2 separate regions of the Mus musculus genome follow, and region 2 is linked to region 1. A link is a contact called in public promoter capture Hi-C data. All regions are on one chromosome and are shown on one strand. The core of a region is the stretch at or near the end of the contact, and the rest is flanking DNA. Distances in the headings are between cores, read along the strand shown.

Region 1 (5,102 bases), core at 1,311-3,810:
AGCTGATACAGGACTTAGAGTAGTAAACCCTTACTCAGCCAGATCATGGAGATTAGCCAGGCCTTGCAGCATTGTGCTGCACTGAGATTACAAAGAAGGGTTGCTTCACTTACACTTTCAAAACCCACTCCCTCCAGAGCCAGCTCCTTTATTTACATGATAACACCTTCTAAACAAAGAGGCTTATTCTAGTTGTTCCCCCAGAGCCGCTGAAACTTGGACAAGGACTAACAAAATCTTGCTATGTCCAAACCTAGCTCCATCCTTCTCCAAAGTCCTAGAGCACCCTCCATTTATTGAAGTCTACAAAGGGCGCTGGGGATGGAGCTCAGTGGTTGAATCTTCTTGTTGCCTAGCATACACAAAGACCTGGAATACATCCTCTGTACTAGAAAAAAAAAATAGACATGGTCTCATGTAGCCAAAGATGCTCTTGAATTCCCACTTCTCTGGCTTCTTCTACCCAAGGGCTGAGAACGTAGTGTGTGCCAGCATATCCTGATCTGATGCTGCACAGGGGCTTCATGCAAACTCCTGCAAGCAACTCTACCAACTGAACTACATTCCCCAACCCCAGAGTGGCATTCTTTTGTTGTTGTTGTTGTTTTTAACTTATGAAAATAAATTTTTCACTGTTCTTAATTCAATGTCACAGTTCATTTCATTGTTGTTTTCTTGTTGCCGACTCCTGGAAGGTTTGGATTACTTCCTTTTGTTCCCCCATTAATTAATTTATTTTAGGGGGTGGCTTGGAGGAGGGGGGACTTCAATCAGGATGTAATGTCAATAAGTAAACAAAGTGGCAGTTCTTTCACCTGAATTGTCCACAGGTTTCTTCTATTATCACCCAAGCTGTGTAAATGGAGTTTACCACCTAGAAAAGGTCACACGGGATTCACATAACCTCTAGAAAAAAATCATCTTTGTCATCAATATTAATCTAACTGGGTCTGATGACACACACACCCGAAATTCTAATGCTTGGGAGGTAGAAACAAGGGTTCTCCTGTGAGTTCGAAGCCTACCTGGACTACTACCTGGGTGAGTTCAATACCAGCCTAAATACATAGCAAAAGTCTGTCCCAGAAAACGAAAACCAAACCAAAATAAAACAACCAAAAGGAAAAAAAATGCCCTTAATCTCACAACCAAATTCTCGATTCATTCCATCATCAAGATTTTGTGCTTCCTTCTGGAAATTTCAGTTTTAGTTTTGACGTTTGTGTCTACAATCCGTTTCTAAGTTAACTTTTGTAAATACGGAGAATGACTTTTTTTTTTTCTGTAAAACTTGCGGAATGAATTCGTGCGCTACTAAATATAGAACGGTTATCTGTCACTGTGCACTGTATAGTTGGTTAACTGTGCTAAATAGAATTCGGGAAAAGAAATTGGCTTTGGGCAAGTAGGACAAGGAATCCCTAGTCTAAGCTGAGGAGAGCTTCCGCCTGCCTGGTGGCACCTTTTGCTAATGTGAGAAACCGGTGGAATTTTGAACAAACTGGGGTCTTGTTGCTGTGCGCAGCTAAGCTCCACAAACACAAAGAAGCTATTCGCAATGATAGATGCAACAAAGTTTAAAGGAAGGGTGCGAGCGCTCAACACGTGCGTCTCGCTTTCCCACGCTCTGCCTAACTCCCGCACAAACCCACCTTTCTGGATAAGGCAGCGCTTGGCCAGCCTGCTGCTCTGGAGAGTCACCTGAGCAGCTGGCAGTACTCTGATCGCCAGCGGCTGGAAGTGGCATTCGAAAGTTTCCCTGGGATAAACCCAGTGCCCAGGACCCGTGCAGAGCCTTTTCAACCATGCAGGATTCTGGGTTTCTGTCTGGCAGAGAGTTGGAAACTGGGGCGGGCGGATCCACCGATGTCTCCCCGCCCCCACCATTCCCGGCACCGAAGTGATGCCCACAGACTGCGCCCACTCTCCCAGACGCTCTGTAACTGCCCCGATTTTGTCCTTCCGGACTGAAGACACCAGGCGAGCCGGTGCAAAAGAGGGGCCTGGGGTGCCCAAGGGTCGACAGGTCGCCGATGTCCGGGTATTGGAGGCCCAGCCACCAGAAGGTTAACAGCCAGAGGATACGCGTAGAGACTCCAGGGTGACCCGGGTTGGGGGTGGGGGTTGGGGGTCCCTTGCTGAACTTCTTTCTCCCCTGGCGCAGCCGCCCTGGCTCTGCAGCCGCGTTGTTGCCGTCCCGCCCCGGAAGGGAGAGCATGACGCCCGCGGAGCTGGCCTGGGCATGCTTTGGCCCCTGCCTCAGCCCCAGCGAGGCTCCCACCTGGTCTCCTGGTTGCTAAACTTCTTGGTGACCACCTTGCCCAGCTCCAGGCCCAGGCGATCGGCCACGCGCTGCGACAGGTCCTGGTGAGAACTGCCGCTGAAGAGCACGATGTTAGGCATGGTGACCGGGGACTGAGGAGCGCGCTGGAGAAGGAGAAAGGGACTGCGATGCAGACTACTGCTACCGTTGCTGCGGCTGTTGCTGCTGCTGCTGCGGTGGCCTGGGCTGCTGGTGAAGCGGGAAAACGCAGCAGCAGGATCTAGGGGAGGGGAGGGCCGGGGGAGGAGCCAGAGGGAGGAGGAGCAGCTGAAGAGTCGCTGGAGGGTGCTGGGAGGCTGCTTCTGCCCACGCAGGCTGGGCATCTGGGTTTGAAGCTCTGGGTGGTCCCGAAGCACCCAAGTACAGTTGCTCCGTAGGGGAGCTCCAGGCTCCACATAGGACTTCCTGACTTGCCTTTAAATGGGGAGGTCAACCAACCAGATAAAGTGGGCACAGTGAGCCATTGCAGGAAAGGGCCATGTGGTGCCTCACAGCCAGGAGCAGCCTTTCAACCCGGAAGCTCAGAACCCAGAGGTGATACCTGGGCTTCAAGTGCACACCGTGTCTACATAGGCCAGACCCACACATCGGTTTGTATTTGCACACGGGAGTGAAGCATGTTTGCACTTGAAGTGGTGATATAGACTACGTTTGAAGATGGACTAAGAAAAGGGTTTCTCACCAACAAGAATTCTCTTTCTCTGTCATTTAATTTAGATGTATATTTTACAAAATTAGCTCAAATATTTTGTTTTCCAGTTTTTTCAACAAAAGCTGAAAATTTTGGTTTTTTTTTTTTTTCTTATTATATAAATGCCCACATTCTTTCTTGTCTTTTGCTTCTTGGTCCACAAAACCTGAACATGTTACCGTCTAGCTCCTAAATGTGTGTTGCTCTGTAAAGGAGTCATTGATGACAGCCACCATTTGACCCCTAAGCTTGGCCACAAGAGGAAAGCGTATTTTCAAGTGGTCAGTTGCCTCTCACCAATTCCTTCTGAGTCCTCGTTTTTATGTAGATAGGCTGGCTCTCAGGCTCTCTTCACAACTTCCTGTCCCTTGGATTCTCTAGAGTCAGACTCCCCCACCCCCCACCCCCACCCCTGCTGCGGCAACCAACCCCCCTCTCCCAGAGTCCTTTGCTTTCCCTGCCCTCAACCCCCACCTCAGCATTTCTGAAGTAGCTAATGCAGTGTCAGAGCCAATCGCCAATCGCTGGGCACAAAGCACACTTAAGGAAAGGAGATTCATCCTGAGCTCCTGGACGAGTGGAGCACTAGTGATCCTGACTTACATTTCTTAAAAGCTTTCAGAGACAGATTAACCTGGCCAGATAGTTGCTTGGGCTCTACCACTGTCTACTGAAATTTGGCTTGCCATATACAACAAAGACTACTTGCCCTTGAATTGTAGCCCACTCTAAAGGCACTTCTTGTGTGATTGGAGTTTGGGAGAGTATTTAGATTGACCGTATCTTTGGGGGATTTGCTTCTGGGCCCTTCCTTGAACTCTGCAAAGGTGTCAGCCTTTAATCTCAGCACTCTGGAGGCAGAGGCAGAGGCAGAGGCAGAGGCAGAGGCAGAGGCAGAGGCAGAGGCAGAGGCAGAGGCAGAGGCAGAGGCAGAGGCAGAGGCAGAGGCAGAGGCAGGCGGGTCTTTCAGTTGAAGGCTAGCTGGCCTGTTGAAACTGTGTCTCTCCAATCCCCTAAGGTTCCTCAAACCCAAGCAAATTGAATTTATGAAAGGGTTTCCTTTGAAACTCCACTGACTGCCCCAGTGGTTCTCCAAAGCGCTACTCCCATTGCATTTCTGTTCCTTTTCATTCTGCTGACAGAGATGTACATATCCTATTGTATTTCTTAAAAGAGCCAAGGTGATGATATAACTAATCTCATCACTTGGGAGGTTGAGGCTTGGGGACCAAGAATCCCAGGCCAGCCTATACTATATAGTGAGACTTTGTCTCAAAAACAACTGCAGCAGCAACAATCTACCTACAGTGGGTTTTAAGCTACACCCAGTATATGCTGCATAAAGATTCAGATGACAGACCACACCATTAATATTATAATGCTTAATGATGTTCCGCTGTCTTGGTTCATTTATGTGCACTCTACATTGCTTACATGATTATGAATTAACCTTATTACGTATTTCTCAAAACATCCCACATGTTCAGTAGCAAATAACTGTATTTTATAATAAAATTTGCATAATAAATTATCATAGAGATGAGATTTACACTCATATCCAAACATATGTCTAAAAGTTTTATTGACTGAATTATATTAACTATACTTAAACTCACCTTAATAAAATTTATCATCAGCAATTTTACTGTAATTTTTTCTGTCTTTAAATATTTGTCTCATAGGCAAAATTTGTCAACTGTTGCATTTCTTTAAATATATACATACTTTTATCAGGAGGCAAGTAGTTGCTGATCAGTGTGGGAGCCTAGGATTCTTTGATAACAAAACTGATGAAGCATAAAATACTATGTTAAAGTACCCAATCTGGAGGTTAATTCATAGATGAGATTCTAGAAGCTAAGATTAAATTTTGACCTTTCTATAGCACGAGATGAAATGTCCCTGTTGTCCTGACAACGAGTGTGGTTGTTGAGGAACTGTCCTTGAATGCTGAGTGTTCAAGGGGCAAATTGTGCTTACAGTTGATGGGGATACTAATGGGAGTCAACAAAAATCATCCTAAGTTACAAACTGAGCACGAAGCCGACACTGAGCAACGGACAGGCTTAAGAGAGCAGCTATAGATTT
Region 2 (5,102 bases), core at 1,675-4,174, 450 kb after region 1:
CAAGGCGTTTATTAACCATGCTTCTGTCTGATAAGAGAAAAAAGGATTTTGCAATGAGAGTCATTGTTGTTGGTGTGAGTGTGTGTTGGGGAGTAGGATGTACATGCGTGATCTTATTGATGGATGGATGTGCACATGTGCATACTTATGTATGTTGAGAACACAGCTCAACATCAAGTGGTTTCCTTGGTTGTTTTCCACCTTAATTTTTGAGCTGAGGTCTTTCATTGAACCTGATAATCTAGTGATCCATCTGTCTTGGCCTCCTGTTACTGATGAGGACTGGCACTATGCACAGTGCTTAGTTTTATATGGGGGTGTTGAGGATCAGACCCTGTTTAGTATGCCTGTGCTGACGAACTTTCTTGAGTGAACCTTCTCTCCATTCAATGTATTGGGTTCCTTTTAATGGCTATTCTACCATATACTATCTTTTTTTGGTAAGGCCCTGAGACCTGATATAGGACAATATTATACATAAGAAAATTCTGGGAGCAAAGCAATCTTCCACCTCTAATCATTAAAATTGAGTATTAACACAAATATTGGGGATGACATTTATAATGTTTTCACATTTTGTGGTGTTGTTAATCTTATCGCTTGAAGTCATTTAAATATGCATAAAATATTTAAACAAAGTATGTCTACATCTGTCCTTGTGTGCCCATAACACTACAATATCTCAGTCTGTATCCATGTTCACATGCAAATCTACAAGGAACTTACTTTGTCTGGAACTCTCCCCAGAACTAGTCACTGCAATAAACAACTTGGAAGCTCTATGTGCTTCAAAGACTATGCTCCTATAACTGACCTGGACATGGAATGGGAATTAAAGATTGTGTGCTAACACAGCTCTGATGGAGCCCAAGGATACATTTGAACAGAGAAGACTGAGAATACAGAACATTTGGACATGTAAGGTAAAAAGGTATATAGTTGTCACATATAAAATAATTATAGCACATATATATGTTTCCTTATATCATAACCATACTTATGATATTTTTCCTCCAAATGAACAGTGTATACAGAGATACTTCTAAAATCCCAGGAAGCACTAAAACAATAATCATACAGCTCATGGTCCAGAACTACACAGTGTATGGAAGCTAATTACTACCCTTGCTGTACTATTCAAAATATGTACATATCCTTTCATTTCTTCCCTGGAATTCAGGGGGAGGAAAAAGCAATAATTTTCTCAGATCAAATGGAATTCTTCTATTATGGGAATTGAAATTGTTCAGCATTGGATGTATCTAAGTCTTTTCACAGTGACTGCCAGTATTTTGAGAATATAATTATTTCTCATCATCCTCAGCTTTGATATCATTGATTTCATTCACTCATAGTCAACTGCTGTCTGAAAACAATAAGTTGGAAAACCCCAGAAATGAAAAAAAAAATTCTAAGTTTAGAATCAAACACTGTCCTGAGTACTATAAGAAAATTACATACTATCTCACTCTATCCATTGAATGCATGCAATGTATCTACCCTTTATGGGCTACAACCCCTCTAGTCATTTAGCCACTCACTATCTGGGGTGTCACATTGACTGGCATGCTATCACAATTCTTAGATTCAGTGGACACTTATTTTAATTGACAATGGCTTATTAAGTTATTTTTAGTGTGTTAGTGCATGAGTAAGGTCATATGCACATAAATTTTATTATAGTATAGTGCTAAAAATCAGCCTATTTTATTATCAGATGTTGTTAATCTCTTCCTGTTCCTAGTTTATGAACTCAACTTTACCATAGGTAGTAATGTACACAAAAGCATATATTATGTAATGATGTAGTAATATTTAAAGTTTAGATACCCATTAGGGGGTATTAATAAAGGTACTTATGCTATGTTGAACATTAATTTTAGTATGTAAAGTCAGTAAAAATATGAGCTCATATTTATTCTGTCTTTTTAGATAGCAAATCACAATCCAGGTAAATGTTGAATGCAACTTCCCTGAACACTTAAATTTGGGAAAATTGCATTCAATAATTGACATTTGTTTAATCTATTTGTATAAACACACACACACACACACACATACACACACACACACACACACACACACACATATATATATATGTTCAAAGCTAGAGGAATGACTTAAATGGTTAAGGCTACTCTTCCAGAAGACCAGAGTTTGATTTCCAGCAGCCACATGGCAGCTCACAATAATCTGTAACTCCAGCTCCCAGGATTCTGATGCCCTCTTCTGGCCTCTTCAAGCACCAGACACACAAGTGGTACAAAGACATACATGAAAGAAAAACACTCATCTACACAGGACATAAAATTAAGTTTAATTTTCAAAAAAAGATTAGTTTTCAAAAGTCGTCAAATCAAATGTATGATTCTGATAATTACCCAATTTACTGGGAGAAAGTTTCCTCAATAATTAGAGAAACATCAAGAAATGTCTGTCTCCTTACCATCTAGTTCCTGAAAGTAGTCAAATCAAAAAAGTATGATTCTTATAATTACCCAATTTACTGGGAGAAAGTATCATCAATAATGAGCAAAATGTCAAGAAATGATGTCTGTCCCCTTGCCTTCTACATCTCTCCTACAGAAAACAGTTCAGTTAGGCCAACACACACACACACACACACACACACACATATATATAAATTCATTTAGCAAATATGTATTGACCTTGGTATTGCTTTAGTTGCTTTGGATACAGCAGAGAACAAAACAGACAGTTCCTCATCCTCCAGGCATTTACATCTGATTACATTATGCTGTTATTGTGGATAGCAACCCAGCTGCCAGCCATTTAGGCAGGGCTTGTGCTTTTTATTTTTTTCCAGAAGCTTTCACTTACTCCAGTCCTCACTGAAGAATGACCTCAGGGGTCAATGAGCAACATAAGAAACAAAGAAGAATGAGAAATTCCCCCTCCTCACACCCTCCGCATCACTCCTATTTGCACATGGTTACCAAACATGAAATCTGCAGCCTGAAAAGAGGTTGAGTACGTAAGTAAGTAGTTAACACTTTTATAAAGGCAAAAATAAGATCTTCCACCATACTGAGAATAGGTATTTTTCCTATATCATTGCTATAATAGAAACGTGCCCTCTGCATCTGTTTTACACATTTTACAGAAGACCCAAATCCAATCTTTCATTATAATATGAAAACAATTGAACATTTTCATCCATTGATAGCCACAGCTTATTTTCTTCCTTATTACACGGGGCTTTGATCCCACTGAGACATACTAGCCTGTTGCTACGTGCTGTGTATCTCCTATAAGAAGGGCCGCAGAAGGCTAGCAATAAGGGATTTGAATTTATTTATCACAATTTGTTTCTTTGTGATTCTTTAAATCTACAGTGATTCTCATAGTAGTCTTCACTTTGTGTGGTTATAGATCTGGGGAGCTGTGGTGCTATGCTATGCTGGTGGCCATAGAGCATTCCTCTAGACATGTCATTCTTTAGGAGTGATAATTTTGGTTATGTTAGTATAAATGAACAAAGGGCAATCTAGTTCTCAAAATCACTGTGTGTGTGTGTCTGTGTTTGTGTATTCTGATTATAGTATTTAATCCATATAAACATTTCATGAACAGGCATTATCTTGAGCTTCCCAGTCTGACTATTGATCAGTTTGCTTGATCAGGCTATGAATATCATCATAAATCCTCCTTAGAATGATTTAAAAAGAAAGAAAATAATTCTCCAATTTATGAATTAGACTTTTGTTGGTAGTACAAGAAATAAGGACTTCCACAGGGTAATCAATTTTCATTATAAATTAGCAATGACATAAGAAATTTAATGGCCACAAGGATGTAAAATTTTTTCTTACAGTTATTGAAGAGAGTTAAGAGCATTTGATGCTCACTCAGAGGACCCATGTTTACTTTCCAACACTGACATGATGACTTACAACCATCCATAACTCCAGTTCAGCCTCTTCTGACTTCCCTGGGCACCAGACATGCACATGATGCCCATACATACATACAGGCAAAATATGCATACACACAAAATAAGTACATCTGCTGGGCATGGTGGCACACGCCTTTAATCCCAGCACTTGGGAGGCAAAGGCAGGCAGATTTCTGAGTTCGAGGACAGCCTGGTCTACAAAGTGAGTTCCAGGATAGCCAAGGCTACACAGAGAAACCCTGTCTCGAAAAACAAACAAAACAAAACAAAACAAAAACAAAACACAACAACAACAACAAAGTACATCTAAAAATGTTTTGGCAAATGATTTTTCTGAGTTGAGGTATAAAACCCTTCACAGTAGTCACTTGAAAACACACATACCTCTATATACAGGCTCAAGCAAGCAGAAGCATTGTAAAAAAAAAAGATTAGAGAAGTTTGATCTAGTGCTGACTCAAGTAATTTATTTCTTGTTCTCCAGAACATACAGCAGTGCACACAGACATATATCATCCAACATTTCATATAAGAACAAAACTGTGCAAGAAACTTTAACGTTCAGTACAGGTTAATGATGAAGCAAAATGTGAACATTCATTAATGGAACAAACAATAATCTTTATAAAATATGCATTAAGCAAAGAAAACAGTGACATGAAAATGTATAGAATCAAGATTTAAAAGAGCAGAAAAATTGTATTGATATTTTTTGAGTGTAATTAACTTTGAAATCTCAACAAATATGAATAAGATGGATGATAGCATCTGTGTGACTTGAAAGCAGAAACAGGGATGTCTGTGAAAAGAAAGGAACTACCATAGTACTATGGGGGCACAGGGATGGGTAGTGAGGAAGGGAATGAATTAAAAGAAAATGTACAAAACTGCCAAAATGAAACCCAATACTTTATGTGCTAATTAAATACACTAATAAAAAATCCATTTGAAAAGAAATGTGAGAATACACTGTCATTGATTATTCTGGGGCAATGGAATATTTGGTAAGTGTTTTCTTCATTCCTTTGTGTCTTAGCTATTTTTCTGTTGTTGTGAAGAGGCACTATGATGAAGGCACTTGTAAAAGAAAGTATTTCATTTGGGGTTTGCTTCCAGTTCCAGAGGGTTAATCTATAACTATCATGGCATGGGACATGGGAACAGGCAGGCATGGTGCTGAAGAAGT

Evidence for each region. Promoter capture Hi-C pulls out the DNA fragments that hold promoters and counts their contacts.
Region 2: a contact with region 1 is called in a promoter capture Hi-C map of second pharyngeal arch cranial neural crest, with 2.4 times the contacts expected there. The contact joins the enhancer-like site here to the promoter of Prps2 in region 1. A contact is called at or near these places in 6 of 39 promoter capture datasets (the 3T3-L1 cell line, hippocampal neurons, liver and 3 more) and 2 of 115 datasets of contacts at active chromatin or transcription factors (embryonic stem cells and large pre-B cells).

The regions. Positions count from the first base shown.
Region 1 is chrX:167,380,189-167,385,290 of GRCm38.p6, forward strand. It overlaps Prps2 (phosphoribosyl pyrophosphate synthetase 2), which reads right to left and starts at 2,561. Exons shown (of 7, transcript NM_026662.5): 1 at 2,282-2,561. The coding sequence starts at 2,403.
Region 2 is chrX:167,829,872-167,834,973 of GRCm38.p6, forward strand. All of the region lies in intron 1 of Frmpd4 (FERM and PDZ domain containing 4), which reads right to left. Among named protein-coding and RNA genes, the nearest start is that of Frmpd4, 290 kb to the right of the region's middle. Within about 2 kb of position 2,925, at least 2 of the 459 cell types and tissues checked have an H3K27ac peak or open chromatin away from gene starts, as enhancers often do. A contact at or near this core is called in second pharyngeal arch cranial neural crest, where this site is marked.